Regions from separate parts of the Mus musculus genome. Here all the other regions are linked to region 3. A link is a contact called in public Hi-C, HiChIP or PLAC-seq, Micro-C and promoter capture Hi-C data. All regions are on one chromosome and are shown on one strand. Each heading gives the region's core, a stretch centred on a gene start, on an enhancer-like site or on the middle of the called end of the contact. The rest is flanking DNA. Distances are from core to core; before and after follow the strand shown.

The links. Promoter capture Hi-C pulls out the DNA fragments that hold promoters and counts their contacts. A called contact is a pair of places that touch in the nucleus more often than the background predicts. HiChIP or PLAC-seq counts read pairs in DNA pulled down with a chosen protein or histone mark.
Region 1: a promoter capture Hi-C map of second pharyngeal arch cranial neural crest shows a contact between it and region 3, with 5 times the contacts expected there. The contact joins the enhancer-like site here to the promoter of Adra2a in region 3. A contact is called at or near these places in 6 of 39 promoter capture datasets (the 3T3-L1 cell line, embryonic stem cells, hippocampal neurons and 2 more), 1 of 484 Hi-C or Micro-C datasets (the AML12 cell line), 9 of 115 datasets of contacts at active chromatin or transcription factors (craniofacial prominence, embryonic forebrain, embryonic hindbrain and 6 more) and 2 of 9 other capture datasets (embryonic stem cells and pancreatic islet).
Region 2: a contact with region 3 is called in a promoter capture Hi-C map of second pharyngeal arch cranial neural crest, with 7 times the contacts expected there. The contact joins the enhancer-like site here to the promoter of Adra2a in region 3. A contact is called at or near these places in 13 of 39 promoter capture datasets (the 3T3-L1 cell line, 3T3-L1-derived adipocytes, the HPC-7 cell line and 9 more), 1 of 15 datasets of contacts at CTCF or cohesin (pro-B cells), 2 of 484 Hi-C or Micro-C datasets (cerebellar granule neurons and nephron progenitors), 12 of 115 datasets of contacts at active chromatin or transcription factors (a beta-TC-6 cell line, craniofacial prominence, embryonic forebrain and 7 more) and 1 of 9 other capture datasets (embryonic stem cells).
Region 4: a contact with region 3 is called in an H3K4me3 HiChIP or PLAC-seq map of embryonic limb bud, with 4 times the contacts expected there. The contact joins the enhancer-like site here to the promoter of Adra2a in region 3. A contact is called at or near these places in 12 of 39 promoter capture datasets (the 3T3-L1 cell line, 3T3-L1-derived adipocytes, the HPC-7 cell line and 8 more), 4 of 484 Hi-C or Micro-C datasets (3T3-L1-derived adipocytes, the G1E-ER4 cell line, cranial neural crest and 1 more), 6 of 115 datasets of contacts at active chromatin or transcription factors (embryonic forebrain, embryonic limb bud, embryonic stem cells and 3 more) and 3 of 9 other capture datasets (adipose tissue, embryonic stem cells and liver).
Region 5: a Hi-C map of cortical neurons shows a contact between it and region 3, with 3 times the contacts expected there. The contact joins the enhancer-like site here to the promoter of Adra2a in region 3. A contact is called at or near these places in 11 of 39 promoter capture datasets (the 3T3-L1 cell line, cranial neural crest, embryonic stem cells and 7 more), 4 of 484 Hi-C or Micro-C datasets (adipose-derived mesenchymal stem cells, cerebral cortex and cortical neurons), 16 of 115 datasets of contacts at active chromatin or transcription factors (SST interneurons, VIP interneurons, a beta-TC-6 cell line and 10 more) and 2 of 9 other capture datasets (embryonic stem cells and pancreatic islet).
Region 6: a contact with region 3 is called in a Micro-C map of embryonic stem cells, with 2.4 times the contacts expected there. The contact joins the promoter of Rbm20 here to the promoter of Adra2a in region 3. A contact is called at or near these places in 10 of 39 promoter capture datasets (the 3T3-L1 cell line, 3T3-L1-derived adipocytes, the HPC-7 cell line and 5 more), 2 of 484 Hi-C or Micro-C datasets (both in embryonic stem cells), 2 of 115 datasets of contacts at active chromatin or transcription factors (fetal liver and pancreatic cancer cells) and 1 of 9 other capture datasets (embryonic stem cells).
Region 7: an H3K4me3 HiChIP or PLAC-seq map of neural tube shows a contact between it and region 3, with 4 times the contacts expected there. The contact joins the enhancer-like site here to the promoter of Adra2a in region 3. A contact is called at or near these places in 12 of 39 promoter capture datasets (the 3T3-L1 cell line, 3T3-L1-derived adipocytes, cranial neural crest and 6 more), 3 of 484 Hi-C or Micro-C datasets (embryonic fibroblasts, myocytes and uterus), 9 of 115 datasets of contacts at active chromatin or transcription factors (embryonic forebrain, embryonic hindbrain, embryonic stem cells and 5 more) and 2 of 9 other capture datasets (embryonic stem cells and pancreatic islet).

The regions. Positions count from the first base shown.
Region 1 is chr19:54,427,943-54,431,177 of GRCm38.p6, reverse strand. No RefSeq gene overlaps it. Among named protein-coding and RNA genes, the nearest start is that of Gm31301, 36 kb to the left of the region's middle. Within about 2 kb of position 1,882, at least 2 of the 459 cell types and tissues checked have an H3K27ac peak or open chromatin away from gene starts, as enhancers often do. A contact at or near this core is called in second pharyngeal arch cranial neural crest, where this site is marked.
Region 2 is chr19:54,553,822-54,556,986 of GRCm38.p6, reverse strand. All of the region lies in intron 2 of Gm31301 (a long non-coding RNA gene), which reads right to left. Among named protein-coding and RNA genes, the nearest start is that of Gm31301, 90 kb to the right of the region's middle. Within about 2 kb of position 1,431, at least 5 of the 459 cell types and tissues checked have an H3K27ac peak or open chromatin away from gene starts, as enhancers often do. A contact at or near this core is called in second pharyngeal arch cranial neural crest, where this site is marked.
Region 3 is chr19:54,043,438-54,046,745 of GRCm38.p6, reverse strand. Adra2a (adrenergic receptor, alpha 2a) reads right to left here and starts at 1,487. Exons shown (of 1, transcript NM_007417.5): 1 at 1-1,487. The coding sequence starts at 531.
Region 4 is chr19:53,737,710-53,740,751 of GRCm38.p6, reverse strand. All of the region lies in intron 1 of Rbm20 (RNA binding motif protein 20), which reads right to left. Among named protein-coding and RNA genes, the nearest start is that of Gm30943, 15 kb to the left of the region's middle. Within about 2 kb of position 1,726, at least 33 of the 459 cell types and tissues checked have an H3K27ac peak or open chromatin away from gene starts, as enhancers often do. A contact at or near this core is called in embryonic limb bud, where this site is marked.
Region 5 is chr19:54,468,701-54,471,965 of GRCm38.p6, reverse strand. The region is part of intron 1 of Gm31301 (a long non-coding RNA gene); the gene reads right to left. Among named protein-coding and RNA genes, the nearest start is that of Gm31301, 4.5 kb to the right of the region's middle. Within about 2 kb of position 1,760, at least 1 of the 459 cell types and tissues checked has an H3K27ac peak or open chromatin away from gene starts, as enhancers often do. A contact at or near this core is called in cortical neurons, where this site is marked.
Region 6 is chr19:53,675,988-53,679,259 of GRCm38.p6, reverse strand. It overlaps Rbm20 (RNA binding motif protein 20), which reads right to left and starts at 1,954. Exons shown (of 14, transcript NM_001170847.1): 1 at 1,668-1,954. The coding sequence starts at 1,852.
Region 7 is chr19:54,390,034-54,393,057 of GRCm38.p6, reverse strand. No RefSeq gene overlaps it. Among named protein-coding and RNA genes, the nearest start is that of Gm31301, 74 kb to the left of the region's middle. Within about 2 kb of position 1,322, at least 4 of the 459 cell types and tissues checked have an H3K27ac peak or open chromatin away from gene starts, as enhancers often do. A contact at or near this core is called in neural tube, where this site is marked.

The sequences.
Region 1 (3,235 bases), core at 633-3,132, 380 kb before region 3:
ACCAAAACATGCCACTTAGTCACACTTAAGATGGATGTTACCTATAGATGTTTTAATTGCTCTGATCTCTTTTACATAACATATGATATTGAGTTCCCCAAGGATAATTTTATATAAGTATATAGTGTAATTTGAAGGTACCCCACACACCCCTCTTCTCTCCTTCACCTCTCACTCTCCCATAGTTCCCTTGGTTTCATTTATACTTTTGTGTCATTATATATATATTTATAATTTTATGTATCTGTATAAAATTTAGTAAGCAGAAATGAGAAAAAATGAGCAGGCTTTCTGATAGTAATATAATTCACTTAATACAATTATCACCCATGACCATCCATTCACTTTCCAGAAAGTGACATAACTTTTTCGTTTTGTAAGTGTGGGTGAGTACATGACTCTGTGTGTGCATGCATGTATGTGTGCATATGCATGCCTTTCTGTTTGCATACACACATAGCCACATTTTAGTGGAAGCCAGCAGTCAACCTGGGCCCTTGTTCCTTGGGAACCATCCATCTGCCTTGTTTGTTTGTTTGTTTGTTAACAAGTTCTCTCCCATTGTTCTGGAGCCTGCTGACTTGGTCAGACTGGTTGAAGAATGAGCTTCAGGTATTCACTTATCCCAGTACTGGATTACAAACATGTGTCATCATGCTAGACCTTGTTCTGGGAGTTCTGAGGATCCAATTTAGATCATCATGTTTATGTAGCAAACAATTTGCTACTGGGACATCTTTCTAACCCATTCTTCTTCTTGTACCTGGAAAAATTTCAATTATGTACTATGCCAGAGGCATCACCATACCTGACTTTAAGTTATAGCACAAAACCATAGTTAAAAACCCAGCATAGTACTTGCACAGAATATAGGCATGTGGATTGTGCTGATTGGTCAACTTGACACAACTTGATCTGTGGCAAATTATCTTGATTATTGATTGATGTAGGAAAACCCAACCCACTGTTTGCAACACTATTTCCTAGGTCCTCCACCCTGTTAGACTGAAGAAAGCTAGCAAGCAAGCAGCCACCCATGTGACTAACTGCTTTGAGCTCCTGCCTAAGCATTCCCTGGGTGACAGACTGTCAGGAAAAATTGTAAGCCAAATTAACCCTTTCTTCCCCAAGTTGTTTTTTTTTTTCCTAAGTGTTATGTAACAGTATCAGAAGTGAAACTAGTCCATAGATCAATAGAATAGATCAAAGGACCTGGGTATATAAACCATGAAGTTACAGCCACCCACCTGACTTTTGAGAAAGAGGTCAACACACAGTTTTAAAAGCACCTACAAGAACAGGTTATAGTCCTGGTCTAAGCCTGTCAGTTGTGTTAATCAGAGTCACATGTACAATCAAGTCCAAGCCCATAGGGATTCATGTCCCAACACCCTCCCCCTATAAACCCACCTTTGCACTGCAGTCTCTGTGGTCCCCAACCCTGCATTAGTTGCTGAATCTGCCAAAGCACTTCTGATGTCAATACTGACTCTAATGTGACATTAATGTGAACCCCTCAGAGAACCCTTTCCTGACCTCTTACAGCTTAATGTCTTCCTGGTTATTCTCTATCACATCAAAGTTGTGTGTTCTGCATCTCATCGATGTTTTGTTTTTGCATTAGTTAGTAGTTATCTTTTAGAAGATCCCAAGAAGAGATTGTTTATCATTGTACCCACTTCTGAGACCAGAGCAGAAAACCATACTGGTTGCCTGAATGAATAAATCTTCATGAGAATTTTGTATAAAGTGGGCAACCACCGCCTGACTGAGGTCAGGTGAACAGCAGGGATAGCTTTGTTCAAGCCTGGCTTCACTCCCCTCGGGTAGAGGCCTTTCTGCACTCACTACTTGCCTTTCCACTTCAGTTGCCTCCTGTTGCCTATGACAGCAAAGGCAGCAGCATCCAGATGTTTCTAATAAGCACCTGGCATGGCCTTCCTCTTCTCTTTCCATGGCTGCTGGTCCAGATGTTGGATGGGATTCTAGTAGCTCTGTAATATCAATCTCTCCCATCCTCTCCAGCTCATGTGTGTGTGCATGTATGTGTGTGTGCATGTGTGTGTATGTGTGTTTGTGTGTGTACATGTGTGTGTATGTGTTTGAGTGTGTGTGTTTCTGTGTGTGCATGAGTGTGTATGAGTGTGTGTGAGTGTGTGTGTGCATGAGTGTGTGTGTGTGCATGAGTGTATGTGTGTGTGCATGAGTGTGTGTGTGCATGAGTATATGTGTGTGTGCATGAGTGTGTGTGTTTGTGTGTGTGAATGAGTGTGTATGTACAATTGATACTCGTCTACACACATCTTCATGCTTTCTAAGCCTCTTTAGAGTTACATTGACTGAGAAACACTGACTGAGCCCAGAACACCCACCTTTGTCAGCCAGCCTATTATTGGTTGGGTGAAGATGATTGTAAAGCTCTTGCAACCTTCCTTGTTTCTCAGGACCTCGGATCATATAGGCAGGGTCAGTGCCCCAGCTCTGCTCATCCCAGAGTTGACATGGGGCTGATTCCAGATAAGCAGCACAGGATCTGTGCAGGATCATTACTGTGGTTCTTAGACCCAGTGTCCCACATTTGCCCTGCATGGTCATTATGCACCAGTCGCCCTGGCTCTTAAGAAGCTGATGTAAAGATTGAGTTAATGTAGTGATAAGATAACATAGTGAAACTCAGTCTCAGAAAACATAGAAATGGGGTGGAGTAGCATTGAAATCTCATGATCATTTTCCCATTACCCCATTACCCTACTCCTACCCTTGTGTCCAGTATGAAGACCCTTCACCTCATTTTCTTTCCCACCCACCCTGCCAACTTGTCTGTTGAATATTTGAGATATACTAGATGATTTGTGTCTTAAACTCAAATTTTATTCCTGTATATGGTAAACCCATCTGGCTGCATTGTTTATGTTTATAACTCCAGCTAATAAAAATGCTATTCAAGTGTCATTGTTAACTTTCTTAACATACTTCCACCCCCAGATGAATACATATGACACAAGAGTGGGGGCCCTTCTCCATCTTATCTCTACCCATTATAAGTCCAGGCCTTGCAAAAGGTCATGGTAGGACATGATAAAGAGATGCCGGAGGGTCTGAGGAACGAGCCCTTCGCAAAGTGAGGGAGGCCTCGGCTGGCTCTCTTCTCCAAGGTTTTCTTTTTCTGGTCTTTCTTGGGTGCTGGTTTATAAGAGACTTTGCAAGCTTCATCTCCTTCCCTCTAGGGTTCTGA
Region 2 (3,165 bases), core at 182-2,681, 510 kb before region 3:
CTCCATGGTGACTTGATGGGAAGAAGGTGCCACCCATTGCTCTGACCCAATGTGGAAGATGACAGCTTAATTCTTCAGCCCTATTGTTCTCTGGTTTCCACGCTACCAAAAACAATGATGATTATTTTTCAGCATATAAATCATCAATCATATTAATTCCTCTAGCTACATGCACCATCTTTGCAATCTCCCCCAATGAGAAACTTTAGGATATAAAGTAGGAGATAGCAGATAGCAATTGTTTCTGGTGGGTCACATGATCTGGAGTCAACCTTCCATCTCACAATGAGTCCATTAGTGTGATTTCATAGTGATGGTAATTTCTCAGTCTGCTGTGTTTCCTGAGATGTGAATATTACAGAAATCTCTCAATGTCATTAAGAGACGTCTTAATGTCTGCTTGATTCCAGCCATTGATTTATATTGTTCCAGATTTTACTGGGCCACCCAAGACATTTAATGGAGGGATTGTCAAATGTGTCTAGAGTGATCAATAAATACTTAGCTGAGGCTTAAATAAGATTATAAGACTCACCAGAACTCATACTTGTAGTAAGTTTTCTTTGTTCTACTTTATTTCTTATTTCTTTAAAGTCATTTTTAACCCATGTACATTTCTTTCTCTTTGTGTGTGTAGGGGGGGGGGCAACTTTTTTCCATTAGCACAAGAAGATAGGCTTTCCTTCCATGAAAAAAAAAAAGAACGCTCTTTTTGCTGTAACAATTTATATTCATTCTTTTAATTTTGCCAACTAACTCTTGGTTCTCAGAGGACACTTTATGGATGCTTTTAGATGGGCATTGCTAGGCCTATAGGAACCTAATAATTTTCATATCTCTCTCTCTCTCTCTCTCTCTCTCTCTCTCTCTCTCTCTCACACACACACACACACATACACTCACAACACTGTTTTGAATATTCTTTTATGCTTAGTTTTTTTTCTTCAGCAGCCTAAGATAAAATAATTTTTTTTCATGTAGCATGTATGTGCATTATGTAAACTTTAATTATCACTGCATGTATACAGACATATACTATCATCTATAGCATTTGTGTGGAGATCAGAGGGAAACTTTTTGGAGTTGGTTACCCCTTTATACCTCTGCATGGGTTTGGGCTGTCAATTTTATACTTTTCAGATTACCTGGCAAACATCTTTGCCTCTGAGCTGGGCAATCATGTGAATGCCTCATGATATATATTTTGCATCTCACATGATATATATTTTGCATCTCACATATGGATTCAGCTCCAACACACTCAATAACAATTCTTTTAAAAGTCCACAGTCCTCACAATTAATCAGACTTGATGTAAAAATACCCTCTCTGTAATTTTCTTCTCTGAAATACTGAGAAAGATGAATTCTGAGTCTCAGAAGCCAAGAATTCCCCCACCTAAGAATGACTCTTAAGAGTAAATTGGCACCATATGTAAAGCACAGAGCATCTTGCCGGGCTTGTGTTCCTGTCTTGTGGGACTGACTTTGCTTGGACAGAGGTGAAAGCATTTGACAAACTTCCTCTCTGGAACTGTGAAGGGATGGGTAGAGAATGAAGACCAAAAGCTTCTATCTTCTACACCAGCTTTTCTTCGCCCCTCGGTTTCATTCATTTTTTACCTTTTAAAGACAAGGCCATTACAAAGTCCTTGTATTTCAGCACTGGCTTTGAAAACATTGTATTGCCTTACCCTTTAAATACACATGTGTTTAAACTTTGGAAAGAAGCGGGGAGCATTTGGCAACAATGTGTTTAGAGATCTGATCACAACCCCAAATATTTCAAAACCTAATGCCCCCGGCACCTAGATCTGCTCATTTATTTTTAGCTCTAGAAAGGGACTGTATTTAATCTCTTAATCAAACTGCTTGAAGTTTCCACTTCAAAATAAATGAAATGATAATAAATAACGAGCCAAGAAATAAAATACACCCATTTAAGGAGAAAACTATAATTTGATGGAAAACAAACGTGAGTTTGAATAAAATGGAAACATCGCTGCTTGTCTCTTCCAATTTTCAGCGCCGAGGGGAAAGAGGAAACACTGATGGAGGAGGCAGCAAAGTCTTCTTGTTAGGGGTCTGAAGCTTGAGTTGCTTGTACACAGCTAACAGCCTGCATTTACTGAAGGATGATGGGAGCCTGCAGGCACAAGGTTGGAGCGGGGAGGGGGCGTGTAAGGTGCTTCAACCTGGCCATGGCTGCCTTGATCTTCTTCCCAAAGACCAGCCTGCTTTAGTTTATGCCGCCATTGTGTTTCTTAGCTGGTCTAAGACGTGTGACTCTGAATAACACGGGAAACCATTGATTACAGTATTGTGAATCGGTGTGCTGGTAACCACAGAGAAGCCTACTGTGTGTCAGACCCATGTGAGCACAAAAATACATTTCACTCTCAATGTAATGATACTGCAAGTGTTGCTGGGTAGAAAGGAAGATTTTTGCTGCAGACTTTATCCAGGGAGTTATGGAAAAGAAAAACGTCTATTCTCCCCAATAGGGCGTGAGTGACACAGCACGATCCCACCTAAGTCCCCCTTAGTGAGCCGGTGATTTTGTTGAGGTCACAGTGCCTACCATAGGGAACTCTAGGCAGCTGCACCACTGCGTCCCTGGAGCTCTTGACCTCCCTGGCAGGCAGCTGTATGGGTGCAGTGTCGGGAGGGGCCTTGTAAACAGTGTAACTTTCTGAGCTTCTTTGTGTTGAAGTTTATTTGTTTGTTCCTTCATTCATTTGTTTGTTTGTTTTGTTCTGTCCTGTTTTTCAGTCTTCTGAGACTTGGGAGTTTCCATCCTTGCTCCAGAACAAAATGTTTCTACTCAGAACAAACAGCTACACAGCACATTGCACGTTTTAATAAGCACTGCATGGAGAGTCAGATGAATTAAATAATGTCTGTCACAGGAGCATCAGCAAACCCATCACAGTGGAGAGACAGAACAGAAAGCTAGAGAACTAGGTTTTAGTCTGAATTCTGTCACTAATTGGTTCTACTGCTCTGGATAAATTAACTTTCTTTTTGCTCCTTAGTCATCTCATCTTGAAAACGAATGATGGGAAAGAAGACCTGCCAAGCACTCTAGGGGAGCCCTGAGCATTTCTGACCTCGTTATTTCTGCTCTCTATACAATGCTTTTGTAATGGAAAAAAAAAATCTGAGG
Region 3 (3,308 bases), core at 238-2,737:
AGCCGAGATGACCCACACGGTGACAATGATGGCCTTGATGCGACGCGGCGTGCGCTTCAGGTTGTACTCGATGGCCTGCGTGATGGACCAGTAGCGGTCAAGGCTGATGGCGCACAGGTGCACTATGGACGACGTGCAAAAGAGCACGTCGAGAGCCAAATAGATCTCACACCACACCTTACCAAAGTACCAGTAACCCATAACCTCGTTGGCCAAAGAAAAGGGAATGACCAGCGTGGCCACCAGGATGTCCGCTGAGGCCAGGGACACCAGGAAGAGGTTTTGGGGAGCTTTGAGCGCGCGACTGGTGAACACCGCGATAATAACCAGCACGTTGCCAAATACTGTGAACAGCATGAGCAGGCCAGCCAGGCAAACCAGCGTCAGTGTCACCTGCAGGGAGTAAGGGGTGGCTCGGGTGCCGCCTCCGGGCGCTTCGGTCCCGTTCCAGCTGCTGTTGCCGGCATCCGGCTGCAGTGAGCCCATGGGCGCAAAGCTGCCCTCGGCCAGCGGCTGCTCCTGGCGGAACATGAACGCGGGTGCTGGTTCTCGTGGGCCTGCTGCCAGCTGCCTTCCGGCCCCGCGTCCGTGGGTCCTCCTCTTCCTCCGGTGCGGGGTTCGTCCCGCCGCGCCTCACATAAGGAAGAGGGCCGCAGGGAGCTCGGGCCCAAGCTGGGGACCGCTAGTGGTCCATGGACTGGAGCCCGCGAACTGGCACCGGTTCGTCCTTCCGACGCTCCGGGTGGGTGCTTTCTCTCTCCCAGCTCCTCAAACACAGCCAAGTTTTATTTCTAAGCGGCAGGATCGAGTAGGGCCAGCTGGTGGTTAGAGATTTTATTCTTCAAGAAAAGAGAAAAGAAATTATCGGTGGCCTGATGATTTGGAAAGATGTCAGAAATTTATACAAATGCATTTAGCTAGTCATCTATACCTTGATTCTTAAGCTGAGCGAAAGCATGAAGTCTTACCCCAAGAGGCAGCGGAGGGGTGTTGGTGTGGGCTCGGAGTCCTAGGTCTGTCTTCTTATACCCTCGAAGAGATTTCCAACTCCGTCGCTACCCTCCAGGCGGGGTGGCGAGGGCTGGGCCGGACCTCCGGCGAAGGCGCGGACTCTGCCTCCTCTAGGAGCCCCACGGGACTTCCAAAGTTGTGCGCTCTGCTGGGGCTGGGACTCTGTACACAGAGCTCGGGGGCGGCGGCGGTGGGGTGAAGGGTGTGGGGGCCGCATGAAGCCGCACCCCCACCACCACCACCTCGGTCCTCAGGGCCAAGCTAGGTGAGCGACCGGCTCTCCAGGAGCCGCGGCGGAGCCAAGGGTGGCTGCTAGCCGCGATCTGGGTGGGCGCTGAGCGCCACAGACCCGGCGGGGGTCGGAGGGCCGCGTGAGTTTTCGCAGGACCGCAGGACTTGGAGCTGGAGGCGCTGGGTGGCTGGGCGGTGTGCGCCGGCTGCTGGGCGTCTGCACGGAAGCGGGAGCCGAGGCTGCTCCGCCGCTCTACGCTGGACTGGTTTTATAGCCCCAGGATGAAGCCGGCGTTGCCGAGCAGCCGGCGTCAGCCCCCACGTGGGAAGTCGACCCTCCTCCGCCCCTCGCGCCTCCCCTCCTTAGGTCTAGAGCCCGCACCCGAGTCGGACCCGGGAGAGCGCTGCCTCTGGGACCCGGCTTTTGGAAAGACGGGTACAGGGAGCGAGGGGCAATAAGAGAGAGCCTAAGGAGTGGGGAGCGGCCCCTGCTGGGAGTTGGCCGTTCGGCTACTAGCTGGCCCAGGAGACAGTAGCAGGCGCCCAGCGGTACACCGATCTAGCTGGGTTTTAGCAGAAGAGGGTGCCAGGGTGCTGGGACCCGAATTAGGAGATGCAGAGTGGCATAAGAGTCGCTGGCGAGCAGCCCCGCCCCAGGTCAAGCGCAGGTGCTTCTGGTGACTGGGATGAAAGGGATCCCGGAGAGGTAAGCGTGTGCGGGTTCCTAAGGAACCACTGGAGCGGAATGGACCAGCATCCACGAGAGCAGACCAGGCCGGAGTTATCCATACTTAGGGAAGAGAAGGCCTCCTATCCTAGCAGCTGCCGGGACTCTCAAGGCCTGGACTCTGCACTGCGCCCCTTTGAAAGGCGGTGGGGAAGGGTCCTGGAGGGGTAGGCCCTGAGCCATGACAGAACGAGAGCGCACTGACACCTGCTGGCCGCTGGTCGTCACGGCTGGAAAGCGACTTAAGGGCTCCAGGCTCCTCTGGAGTCCTTTCCTCCATTTTTCTCCTATCTTGGGGGCAAGTTTGGACTAAGCTGGGGCGGCGGGGGTGGGGGGGGGGGAGGGGACACGGACAGATTTCAAACTGCACTATGTCATGATGCAGAAATCTTCAGGTTGTATAGATCTACCTCTGATGAGAGTAAGGCTCGGAACCTTCTACAGATGTGAGAGTCCTGGATCTTCCTCTCTGCTTGCCTGGCTTTAAACTACTGGGAACCGTTAAGCATTAGTTGAGGCACAGCTACTTTATGAAGAGCGCCATGACATTATAGGTAGATGTAAGCCTTACGCTGTTTTAATCAGTACCTACTGTGTGCACGAATTAAAGTATTACACTGAACTCCACAAATGTATAGGATTATTATGTGTTTGTCAAAAAGGGGTTTCTGATTATGGAAATAGAAAAGTTAACTATCCTGACTTGGTCATTACATACTGTGTGTAATATTGAATTAACATACAGTATCTTACACATCTGTACAATTAAACGTGAAAGAAAAACATCTTATTAGACTCTATCCCCACTTACATGGCCTTTTCTCCTACACCCCCAATACACAGATAAGTACACACATCTGCACAGCATCTGTCGGTGAGGGCAGGGTGCTAGCCAAGAAAGAAAGGGTGTTTTCTATGTTCTCTCTCTGGTGAGAAAGGTAGGAGCTTGGCAGTAGATGGCAAGGTTTCTAAGCACTCAGGCAGGAGTATCTGTCGCACCAGATACACTGTGCCATCCGAACTCTTTCTTCAGACGAGCAGCAGGAAGATCACGGAGAACCAGAGAGCACAGAATGTCAACAGGGTACACACGAGACCTAAGAAAGCATCTGTCATACTTCAGAGATCACTACACCTAAATGTCACACTCAGTCATCCAAGCCAGGGTCCAAGGTCCGAGCAGATCTGAGCCGATGTCTCCCTGGACATCAACGTGCAGGCTCGGGTCTGGCTGAGGACCGCGGGCTACATGAATGACCCTGACCATCAGTCTCAACCCCGACTACTCGCTCAGTATTTGATGGTGCGAGTGAGTACATCTCAGATGTCTCATTTGAAT
Region 4 (3,042 bases), core at 477-2,976, 310 kb after region 3:
TGGTTTGGTTTGGTTTGGTTTGGTTTGGTTTGGGTTTTTCGAGACAGGGTTTCTCTGTATAGCCCTGGCTGTGAGAGACAATTTTCTTATGGAAAAGTCTTCATGGTCCCTCAGCGATGGAACCAGCAGACTAACTGCTGTGTCACCTGCCCTCCTTCAAAGTCCCAGCACCTGGGACTCACATAGAGTCTGTGTCTGCAACAGTGCACATGCCTAGCACCTGTGGAGGCCAGATGCAGGTATTAGGCTCCCTGGAACTGGAGTTACATATGGCTGTGATCTGATCTGTGAATTCTGGGAACCAAACTTGAATCTTAACCACTGGGCATTCTCTTCAGTCCCCCACATAAATAAATAGATTTAAAAAAATATATATATATATATATTTAGTCAAAGCATTTCTGCCTACAGACACATAAACGAAGAGTGGAACAGAAGATAACCTTTCTACCTGCCTCCTTTGCTAGGTTTTGCGCATAGGAGCTGAGTGTCTATTCTGCTGTGCTGTGTCTGCTGTGGAATGACCATCTCCATGGCAGGCAAGCATCTAAATACCAGTCATCCCCTCCTCCCAGCATTTAAATCCTGGCCATCTCACAAGCAGCAGGAGGGCATTAGCAACACCACATTGTCCAGTGCGGATGACATGTCAACACGGGTTTAGAATCACAAGCTGTTTATCTCACATTGAACCTGACCCCGCTTCAGAAGGTCGCTCCTGTCCTGGTTCAAAGGCAAGCAGAGGTGTGGGCCAGCAGCAGCCCATTTCTGACCTGCGATTAAGGCATGAGGAAGACATGCTTTAAAAATGTTTTAAATTAAAAAAGGAAAGGGCTATTGATAGCCCAGAACTTAAAGTGAAATAAAATTCCATCTATGCCTGATATAAAATGGTATCTTGGGCCCACGTCATCCTCCCTGCGTTTATGAACACCCACTGCATATTTCTGGCATAGTCTGAGCCACCCTCAAACACCTGCCGGCTGGTTTCAAACTCTGCCCTGAACTTCACTTCCTTTCCTGGGGTTGACTTTGGGGATAGGAGTGCTAGGTCCCCAAATCCTCAAGACTGCTACCTAGAATCTAAGTCAAAATTGTATGTTTGTCTCTCCCTCTATAACATAAATAATTCTTGCTTATTGTAAAAATCCCAGGGACATGTTGCAGGACAGCACTATGGCCAGCAGAAGCAACGTAAAAGTTACGTTCTAGCGTGTCCTTAATGAAGTTATACGTCCACTAGTGGTTTTTATTTTCCAGTTGAAATGAATTGGCCATGCAGCTAGTACTACAGAATATTTACCGCGCATTCTGGACTCTCAGGTTAGCAGAAGTAAATGCTTAAGCTCCGTTTTATGTCTATTTTATGATCTACATCTGAGATTATTTACCTCAGAAGATCACTGTTGTAGACTAGATTTGTACCACAATTCCAGTTTTTTTTTATTAAAAACCATTTCCTTCACACTACTCCAAATAAGTCATACCGAATAGATCACTCTCTTAAGAAGGAAAAAAAAAAAAAAAAAAAAAAAAAAAAAGAAAACCTATCAACTGCAGATTAAACTCTGTAAAGTTAAGAATGTTCTTCGGCCACTTAAATGGCAACAGGTTCGTTTTTTACAATGTAAACCAGCCATGTTAAGCAGCCATGCACAGTCTCTCTGGGTGCCTGAAGTTCATTTCCTGTCCAACATGAGCTGGGTCCTGTATAAGCTCTTAAACATGATGAGAATACCACGAATTCCTTCCTAGCTGCTATAAAGGGCTCCCAAAAGCCACCAAAAGGCCTGGACACATTCTTGGGCAATTATGAGGACCAGGAGGAGGCAAGGGTCAGGCCAGAGAAAGAAAAGTGGTCTGTCACGGCGCTCCGCTACACCCAAGCCTCTGCTATTCTGAGCAACAGCTGCAAAACCCTGGCACCCCCAGCTGAGGAGGGACACTCATATGACTGGGGTTTACCCTTCTGATAGCTCAACACTCCAGCTTGGATCCCCATCCCTTCCGGCTCAGGATAGACCAGAACAGCTCTCGCCACCAGGCTTGATTCTGATAGACACATCTTATAGTACTCTGTGCAACTTCCCGTGGCCTTCAGTGAATGTCTAGCAGAACTGTTGAGCTGGGGAAAGGCAAGAAAGGGGATGCAGCTCAGTAATTGGATATCCCTAAGTATGAGGCTAGCCCAGAGATACGTGGGTACCTTCCAGGTGTGAGGCTATCCCAGAGATGCATGGGTACCATGTATGGAAAATGAAGCAGAAACAGTTTATATTTCTTAAGAACTTTCCACCTGCCAGAGCCTACTCCAAGTACCATAGATCATCAGCCTGTACCAAGTGCTACAATTTTGCAGAGAAAGAGGCAGAAGCCAGCTATGAAGACACTATAGATCAAAGTCAACAAACACAGCTACAAAATATCAGGGATGAGACTTAATAGTGGTCTAGAATTTCCAAACATCCTGACCTTGGTGAGACATAGAGCAACATAGCTCAAGCAATCAGAAAAAGTATTGTCTTCAGAGGCTCTTTCATCTGTTACTTTTATAGAGAGTGGTCTCACTAAATACCTGTGGCTGACTTGGCCCTGTCTATGTAGACCAAGCTGGCCTCAATCCCACAGCCTGCCTCTGCCTACATTTTTATTTACTTATTTATTTATTATTTATTTTTGGTTTTTTTGAGACAGGGTTTCTCTGTATAGCTCTGGCTGTCCTGGAACTCACTTTGTAGGCCAGGCTGGCCTCGAATTCAGAAATCCACCTGCCTCTGCCTCCGGAGTGCTGGGATTAAAGGCATGCGCCACCATGCCTGGCACACCTGGAGCTTTTATTTGTGTTTAAAAATGCAGTAACAACACATCAGAATGTAAAATGTAGTAGTAATTTTCTTCACTAAATGAGGCATTTTAATTGGGACATGAAACATTTTCTGTTTCATTAAAGCTTAAATGGGCTGGTCTTCAATCTTTTTTTTTTTTTTTTTTTTTTGCAAACTAAAGAAAAATCAGGACAACAACAATGACCCCGTCCACACA
Region 5 (3,265 bases), core at 511-3,010, 420 kb before region 3:
AGGGCTTGGCGGCTGCTCAGCTCATATGTTAAGGTCTCTGAAAATTCCTCATTGTGGCACGAAGCCTTTGCAATGAGCTTGGAAGCCTTACCTCATGGTGTGTAGCCCTTAAGAACAGATTATGTCAAATTCAATTGCAAACGGAAAGTGTCTATTAGACCACAGGAGAAAAAAAAAAAAAGGTGGCTCAAAGAAAGGCTTCCTGACTGTCCTTATTACCAAAAGCAAAGACAGTAAGTGGGGCCATTATGATGACTTAGCATCCCTGGGTGGCTTCAGGAAGATGAGTGCCCTGTGCTTTTGCAAGGGCATGGCTTTGCACACACGAAATGGCAGCTGAAAGGGAGGAATTACTGAGATGCGGGGTGACTTCTGTTATTTTACTGAAGTCATTTGGGTAGATAACAGATGCATGAAGAGGGGGTGAGTCACCAAGAGTGGAAATGGAGCCATCACGGAGAGAGCCAGGGGGCTTCCTTCTGTGTTACAGAGAGGAGAGAGCAGGTGCAGAACTGGCTTAAGACTTGGGGTGATGGTCAGGGATTAAGTAAGTGGGCTAATCAAGGTGGCCAACCGACGGAAGCCGGAGCCATTGTAGGGTGGAAGGTAGGTGCTCATCAATGTTCAGCACAGGCTGAGTGCTCCTTAACTCCTCCACCCCTCATGCCTGGGTTCATAATCTCATCTTTCTATCATCCCATGCCTTAATCTCTCTCAGAGAAGCCTTTTCTCATCTCCCAACTCCAAAGCACCCCCATGTGCTGCTCTGGGGAGCCTGTGCTTCCTGCTGCCAGGTCCCTGTCATCTCAGGCCTGTAAGCCCATCCAAGGCGAGGTTTATATGCCACTGTTTGCCAGGCTTAGCACAGTGCTCACAACACGCCGGGGCTTTCTGATGGTTGTTAAGTAGGTTAGGTCATCACTACAATTCAGTAACCCCCATCTAATCTATGTTGCTGATCACAAGACAGGGAGCTGTTCCAGGGGGAGACTGCAATGGTTATTTATGCCCTGCTTCAGGTCCTGGTAGGGTAACTAAAGCCTGGAAGCCATCATGAAGCATCTGCAATTCAAACTTGACCTGTAAAAGCTGGTGCTAGGCACAGGCATGTGGCGTTCCAGGCCACTGCTTCGGACTTCTCTACCTTCAGTTTAAAAATTCAAGGAAGACATAAGTCCTGGGGAGAGTTGGCCCTGCTTGGCTAGTTCTGGTAAACTCATAAGAACAGAACATTGGGAAGCATCCATCAAGAGGCTCTAGAATAGGCATCTGTATATTAGTAATCACCCTGAGCAAAGCTTTGCCCAAATCAATTCAGCACAACTTTTCTGTTTTGCAGAGAAAAATGCAATGCTGAGCAATCCTAGATTTGGTATGTGTGTGTCTCTGCTAGCTCATTTGTTTGATGGTATAATTAAGAGTCCAATTATTATTCATTGTTTCTGGCCAAAGGCTAGATTTTAGTCAGTGGAGGGATCAATATTAGATAGAGAACTAGAGATAATGTGGAAGAAAATCTGATGCAGGACCATCAATTCACAGCCCTGGAGAGTTGAAATGCCCAACATCTTATTTAATCGAGGTAAGAAGAGAACAACGTATCTTCAAAACGTTAATATGAGTCAGACCTGACTTAACTTAGCCAATGTTTGCATGTGAGACCCAACATCTGTTATCCCTTAGCATAAGAACTGTGCCTAATTAGCTAAAAGGATGGGTGCTCTGGCCTCCGCATCTCCAAGGAAGCACCTCAAAAAAAATAAGAAGTTTCCTTGGAAGGAGGAATGTACAGTTATACAACATATTGTCAGTACTTGGCACAAGCTTCTTGAGTCATGAGACACGAGCCCTTCCTTGGATTTTTGTTTTCTCATTGTATAATTAGCTTTGTTAATAACACAGTTTATCTGCTCATATTCTCCTGCATATATTCTGCAGATCTCTTTAGCCCCAGACATCTCACAGCATCCCCCAGATACAGCAGCTCAGTGTAGTTTGGTGTTTATGTGGCCATCTCGTTCTACACATTTCTATGCGGTGCTTACATCGAGAACTCTATTGTTGTTTTGTTTCCTTTCTGACAGGAATGGGATTAAACTTGCATTGTTTTGATAAGCTGCCTTTAAAGGCAAAGATACGTCCTCGGGGTCCTTCTTAAGATTGCTTCATTTTTCACGGGTGAATCGTGTTCCACAGCAGCTCACTTTATGCAGTAGTTAGTCACGCACCTGTCTCCAGTTTGCCGTGTAACAAGCAGCATTGCAATGAGTATTTTTCTTTGTAAATGTGAGAATTACTTTAGGGAAATGTTTTAGATTTAGAATTACCAAATAGGAGTGTAAAAATAGGATTTTGAGACTCTGAGACTATTTTCTAGAGGCAGCATTTCAGTGACATCAGCAACACTGGGATTCTTCCCTGCCCTCTTCAACTTAACTTTCTTTTCTCCTCCTGACCATCCAAGTTAGAAGGGAAACTTGTGCCTAATTGCTTTGTAACTGCTCTTTCTTTCTTTATGTCATTTTCGCCACTTACATATCTTCTGTGAATAGCCTGTTCATATTCGTTAGTATTTTCATCTTTATTTTGATTGTTTTGATATTTTCATACATGAGTATTGTATTTATGCCATTTCTATTTCTCCCTGTCCCCAGCCAACTCCTTCCATGTCACCCCCAGCCCCTCTGAAATCCATGACATCATTATTGTTTACAGACACACACACACACACACACACTCACAGACAGACAGACAGACCGAACCTACTGAGTCCACTTAGTGTTGCTTTTGTGTTCAGAGCTGACCACTTTGGATTAGATAAACTATCACAAGGTTTGTCTGTGGAGAAAAGAGACTGTTTTCATTTCTCAGAAGTCATTGATTGCCTAGATCTATTCATCTAGGGATAGGGCCTTGTGAAAGTTCCTCACTCCACATGTCAACTGATATTGTCATTATGAAGGTCTTGTTTAGACAGCTCCATTATTAATATTTTTATGAGTACAACTTTCCTGACACATGTAGAAGAGCCCACCTCACAGCAAGCATCCTGGTCCTTGGACTCTCACAATCTTCCCTCCCCTTCTTCCATGTCTCTCCTTGAGCCTTTGGTACAGGAGTTGAGCTATAGATGTACCAGCTGTGGTAAAGCAGTTCTCTGCAGCTTGACCAGTTGTGGTTTTCTTAGTCTCCATCTGCTGTACTATTTAAATGAAGCAACACTGATGAGGGGTGAGAGCTACAAGTAGCTCTGGCTATGAGGATA
Region 6 (3,272 bases), core at 705-3,204, 370 kb after region 3:
AATTTTCCAAATAAGATAATAAATGTATAGTTTACATTATTAATTCTATGAAGAAACTAAAATGCATCTTAAATTATCCATTTTCACAAATTGAAATGTTTTTCCTACCTGGCAGTACTTTAAATAGCCATTTGTGAAGATTTCTTTTCTGGGAATAAGAAGTTCCTAGTTTTCTTCTACTTAAAACTGAGGGGAAACTCAGGCTAATTACTAAAAAACAAAGCGGTTTTGATAAATTTAACATGCGGGCTGATTTCAGTACACACATCACTGGTTCACAGAGAAAGATAATAGTTTCAAATTCACAACTGATCAATTTGAATGCTTTAGTAAAAAAGACTTTAGATGTAAGCAGTTTTTATCAGTTGACCTCTATTTACGTTGCGGATCGAAGTGAAACTTCAGGAGATATATAAAGTGTCAGTTCTCTTTAGGATTTGCTGGACCGCTTTACAAAGAGAGGAAAAAGGACCACCTTAGGAAACTTTTCACTTTTAAAAAGTTGCAAATTGCAAGTAGCTAAAAGTTATGTAAAATATCAAAGTTAAATAGGACTTTAGGAGTCAACCAGCCAACAGATAGGAAACCATTTTGTCCTGAAACGCGACACCCCCCCTCCCTGTTATTGATGGCAAATTTGAGTTTTCACTCTTTTCTATTAGATAACTCGCTTTTTAAAGCCATTCAGAGTTGACTACTATTTGCTTCCATTTCCTTTTCCATGTTTGCTTTTTTTTTCCTTAGTGCATCGTAGTGAGTTTACAGAATCCCCAAGATCAGAACAGCCAACAAAAAACCCCAGCTCCTCATGTGAGTTTTCCTGAGTTTACATGTTCCAATTAGACTTGTGGAAACACTCAAACTATTTTTCAGGACTTTGTCACAGGTGGACCAAGCCTGAAGCAAAATAAAGAGCCTTCGAACAATCCGACATTCTAGGCCTCAAACTGTCAAAACAATGCTTTTTAAGGAGCCGAGGGAGTAAAACACCAGCGGTTTACCTCTACGCTTCCCAGACGGGATAAGGGGCTTCCTGGGACCCCTGACCACCCCAGCTTACCAAACCAATGAAAAGAAGAACGGTGAGGTTCACCACGGTATCTAGGGGAAACCTTTTCTGCAGCTGAGAACTCCTTGCAAGGGCCATGTTGTAAACTGTTTGCGCGTTGTTTACAGGCCCTCAACTCCCTTTGTCCCAAATCTCTAGTTGACTCCACTAAAGGTAGTTTTGTTCTCAGTGGCGATTTATCACACACCCTTCACTAAGCGCTCACACTCACGCTTGACCCGTCATCGTCACCGTAATACATTCCAGTGGTCTCTAAGGATCAGAAGGATGAAAAAAATAGTCTCTGGGTCATTTCCCCCAACTTCGAGCTTATGAAGTTAAAACAGATCCAGTACCATCAGAAGAGAAAAGAGAACACATAAGAAAAGGCAAAAATTATGCCCCACCACCACCACCACCACACACTAATAACTTGACTGCGTTCTACCCAATATCACCAACAAGCCAGAATGACACCGACCCAGCTCAGAGCGCCAACAACACTTCAAACACAAGCGGGGCGGGCGAAGTTTAGCAAAGGATGGAAATGAAGCCACAAAAGAGGGCCCCTGGTGTGTGTCCCAGGCTCACCCCAGCCCCACTCCATTCTCCCTCTTACTTTTGGATGATCTGGGGCAGGCTGGCTTGAGGCTGAGGCGGTGGCGGTGGCGGCAGAGGCTGCATCCCTTGCTGGCCCTGGGGCACGGAGGGCCCCTGAACACCGGGCATAACGCAGGCATCTCTGTCGGGTTGCTCCGGACCGCTGGGATCCGCGTCCTGGCTCATGGCTACTGCCAGCACCATGCGCGGCGACACCGGCCCGGGCTCGCAGCGAAAGAGCGCGCGGGAGGGGCGGTCCCGGAACACAAGCGCTCACTGGCCGGGGTCCCTGTGCCCAGTCCCCTTGTCCTTCTCGGTGGCGTGGGGAGGAGACGAGAAGGGTGGGGAGGAGACAGTCCCCGCGGCGCCGCCTCCTCCACCTCCCGGCGCTCAAGCTGGAGAGGCTGCGGAGGGGGCGGGGGACAGGGACAGGAACAGGGGGCGTCCCCGGGGCCACGGAAGCCGCGAGACGCCCAGGAGCTGCTGCGCGCGGGGTGACCGGGACAACTGTGCCTGTCCACCCGAGGCACAGTGAGTAGCAGCCGCCACCCGCCACCGCGAGCCCTTCGGGGTGACCAGCCAGGCGCTCCTCAGCGCGACACCCTCGTGAGAGGGCGACACGCCGGCCCGCCCCGCAGCCGCCCTCCGCCGCCTTGTAGTTTCTTCCGGAGCTCACAGGCTGCCCGGCTCCGGCAGAGTCCCGAGGACATCGCCAGCGCGAAGTGCGCCCGGGGCTTGGCATCCTCCTGCGGCTGGAGCCCAGCCAGCGCCTCTGGAAGGACCCGACACTGTCACATCCTTCCCTAGGTGGGTGGGACTGCGATCTCGGGGCCCAGATGATCAGGCCCCGGAGCTCACCACGCTGGTAGTTCCAGCTGTCGCTTCGGGGGTCCCAAAGGCGACGGACAGGGTAGCAGTGGATTCATTTCTTTGAATTTTCCCACGAGAGCAAAAGAAAACCAGGCACACGTTTCTTTCATATTTATTGGCAGCGTCTCTGGAAATTTAAAGGATAAGGAAGAGAGTTCACCGACTCTGTTAATTGCCCGGAGCCCACCTGCGCCGGACACCCGTGTGCACCGGGGTGGCAGCTGTGCGACGCACTTGTGAGGCTCTGAGGGCGGAGCAGCTGGAGACGGCGACAGGGGACACCTGCTCCCGCAGACCCTCCTGCACCTGAGCACCGGCCGGGGAGTGGCCGCCTCGTGCTCTCTCGGACTGTGCTGTTCCGTGGTGTTCCAGACACGGACGCCCGCGGCCAAATTCCTCTCTCGTGCGTTATAAGCCAGAGGGCAGCGAGCTGATCCCACAGCCTGAAGTCCTGCCTGCCTGCTTCACACACCAGAAAATTCTAAAGATGTCTCAAAACCTGACAACTGCTTGAACTCTCTGAAAGATACTTTTTGTCCCTCCTGACTCTTGTGTCAATTTCCCCTTGAAACTGCCTACTCTGCCACCCTACCTTAGAGAGCTTCTCTCTCTCTCTCTCTCTCTCTCTCTCTCTCTCTCTCTCTCTCTCTCTCTCTCATTGCCAATTAGAGTTACGATTATTTGTATTAAACATCACACACATCATTCACAATTCACACAAGTCTGACAAACAAACAAACAAACAAACAAACAA
Region 7 (3,024 bases), core at 73-2,572, 350 kb before region 3:
GAGCATGTGTGTGTGTGTGTGTGTGCACATGTGCATGCATGTGTGTTTTATGCTGGGGATTACACAGGGAATTATGTACACTAAGCAATAGTTATTCCTTGATCCACTTGGACTTGAACTTTGTACAGGGAGAGAAGAATAGACCCCATGGGGATGACATTAGCTGAAATACCCCACAAAGGGGAGGGAGAACCTGCTGGGACCATATCCAGAGGTTAGGCATGGCCTCCTGGTTGATGGATGACGCCACCCACCCATCTCCAAAATTACCCTGAATTGCTCCTGTCTAAAGGAAATACAGAGACAAAGTGTTGAGCAGAGACTGAAGGAAAGGCCATCAGAGACTGTTCCACCTGGAGATCCATCCTATATGCAGTCACTAAACCCAGACACTGTTGAGGATGTCAAGAAATGCTTGCTGACAGGACCCTGATATAGCTGTCTCCTGAGAGACCCTGCCAGATCCTGACCAACACAGATGCAGAGACTCTCAGTTAACCATTGGACTGAGCACAAGGATCCCCAGTGGAGGAGTTAGGGGAAGGACTGAAGGAGCTAAAGGGGTCCTATCTGGCATCAATGGGAGGGGAGGCCCTTGGTCCTGGGAAGGCTTGATGCCCAGTGTAGAGGAATGTTAGGGCAATGAGGCAGGAGTGGGTAGGTGTGGAGGGGAGCACCCTCATAGAAGCTGGGTAAGGGGGGATGGGATGGGGTTTGCTGAGGGGAAACCAGGAAAGGGGATAACTTTGAAATGTAAATAAATAAAATAGCCACTTTAAAAAAAAAAAGAGTTATTCCACTGAGCTACATCCTGCAGCCCATAAGTGTATATCCATATATGTATATTCTACTCACAGTCTTATACTAAGTCTGCCAGGAGAACAAGTAAAGGAGTGTTACGCAAGCACAGAAGGGAAAGCAGCATGGCTGGCTCTGTAACTGGATCCAGGATAAGCAGCAATGCTTAGGAGATCCCACAGTATCAAACAGGACACAAGTCTTTCTCTCTCTTGTGTGAGCCCATAGGCAAGCCACACAGGGTGCATATAGTCCTTCCCTACAAAGACAGTGAGGACACACTGAATTGTATCAGCCTAGTATTGTTGTCTCCTAACCTTGGGTCCTAGGCTAACGCTCTCCATTTACCATTTGTCAGCCACGAAGAAGCATGCAGAGGAAGTGCTTAGTGTCTGGTAACCGGCTCTCTGGAGGGAAAGAACTCTGATTTGTAGCATTTGTTCATTCTATCTTTTGGCTTTTGCATATTGACCCTTTATCCCATAAGAATCCACCCACTCGCAGGGTTTTGATGATTTCTAGCTGTAAGTACACACAGATGTATCCCTTGTTCTTGACCTGGCCCCTGACCCAGCTCTTTATAGGACTCCAGTTCCCAGGGCTTCCTGCTGCTTAGTGGACTTGTCAACTCATTTTATATAGGGAATCAATCTAAAGCAAGATCAGATGGGAAGCTCTACAGAGCCCTGAACCACAGCTCCGGGTTGGAGTCAGAAGGAAAACAGCAGCCATATCTAGGACATTATCATGCGGAACTAATAAAGAAGACCTGGGAACTGGTCTTTATCTGTCAGCGTTCCTAATAAAGGAAAGAGCTTGGAGTCACATATTGTACCCCTCGCCCTGCCGCCATCTCCGATGTGCAACACCCCAGGTCATAAGGAGGCCAGGCAACAAATTATAAGCAGATGAGCTCCTAAGATGGGAAAATATCTTGAAGGATGTCTCCTTCTCAGCATGGATTATAAAGCCTAAAAGTATTCAAACAATGAGCTGCAAAGAAATTTAGAGTCAGATAGTTCAACCCTTTACAGCTGGGTAAATGGGTTTGCTAAGGTTTCAGTTCTCTTAAAACAACTTCCAGTAAACCGCTAATTCAAGCCTTGGCAGCATGAACAACACGGATGGTCCATCAGACTTTTGCTTTGTTTTCCATTTTGCTGGAGCTTGAACAGAGGACCTCCTGCATGCTGGCTCTTTCCCTGAGCTACCCCGCCCCCGATCATGGCATATCTGCCATAGCTTGGGGTGTTTCAGAATGCAGAAATTGACATTGAAACGCAGACGAAAAAAAAAATGGCATCAGTGTTCTAAGTGCCAACACTGAATCATTACCCTCTTAGGTTCATCACAAATTAGTTTAACTTGTTCAACCAAGAAACACTACACACACACACACACACACACACACACACACATCTGGGGGAAGTGCTGTACACAGAGATGATAAGAGCTTTGCTAACAATCATTCCTCCCCACCCACTTTGATTCTTTTCCAAGAAGTTGAAAAATGGCAAGTGTCAAATATTCCCATTTACTTGAACCTAACCCACAAGGGGGGAAGGGGTGTCTTTCACTTCTCAGAGATAACACTGAGAAAGAGGCTTCAGAGAACATTCTAGTCAAATGTCCCAGGTTGATTTCCTTTCAGGCAGCAGAGAAGGAGGAGGAGAAGGAGGCCAATTAAACCACTGCCTCGGGCACAGTCATCTCATCACAGGCTTCTCCGGGTGGAAATGGCTCTGGACCACCTCCACTGCTCATCTCAGATTGACTCTCCTCCTCTGAACCATCTCCAGGCTAATGACAGAGCATTATTCCAGTCATTCAAGCAAGACCACATTGCCAATGTCTGAAGCTAGGCATACAGAAGTAAGAGATCATTTAAAGCTCCTTTCTATGTCAGAAACAGAAATCTCACATTAGGTTAAATACAAGGAAACATCACACATACATCTCTAATGATGGCTGGCCAGGCCCAGTGGCTAGGAGAAAGGATAGCAGTGTGCTGCTGGCTTCTGTGAGACAAAGTGTAGACAAGGGCACTCTGATGGTGAACAACTTCACACAAGCTACAACTCTTGAAATGACTGGAAAAGAGCTTGCAGAAAAAGAAAGATTGCTGGAGATCTATCTATCTATCTATCTATCTATCTATCTATCTATCTATCTACATATATGTATATCTGTCTATCTATATATATATATATATATATATATTTGTAT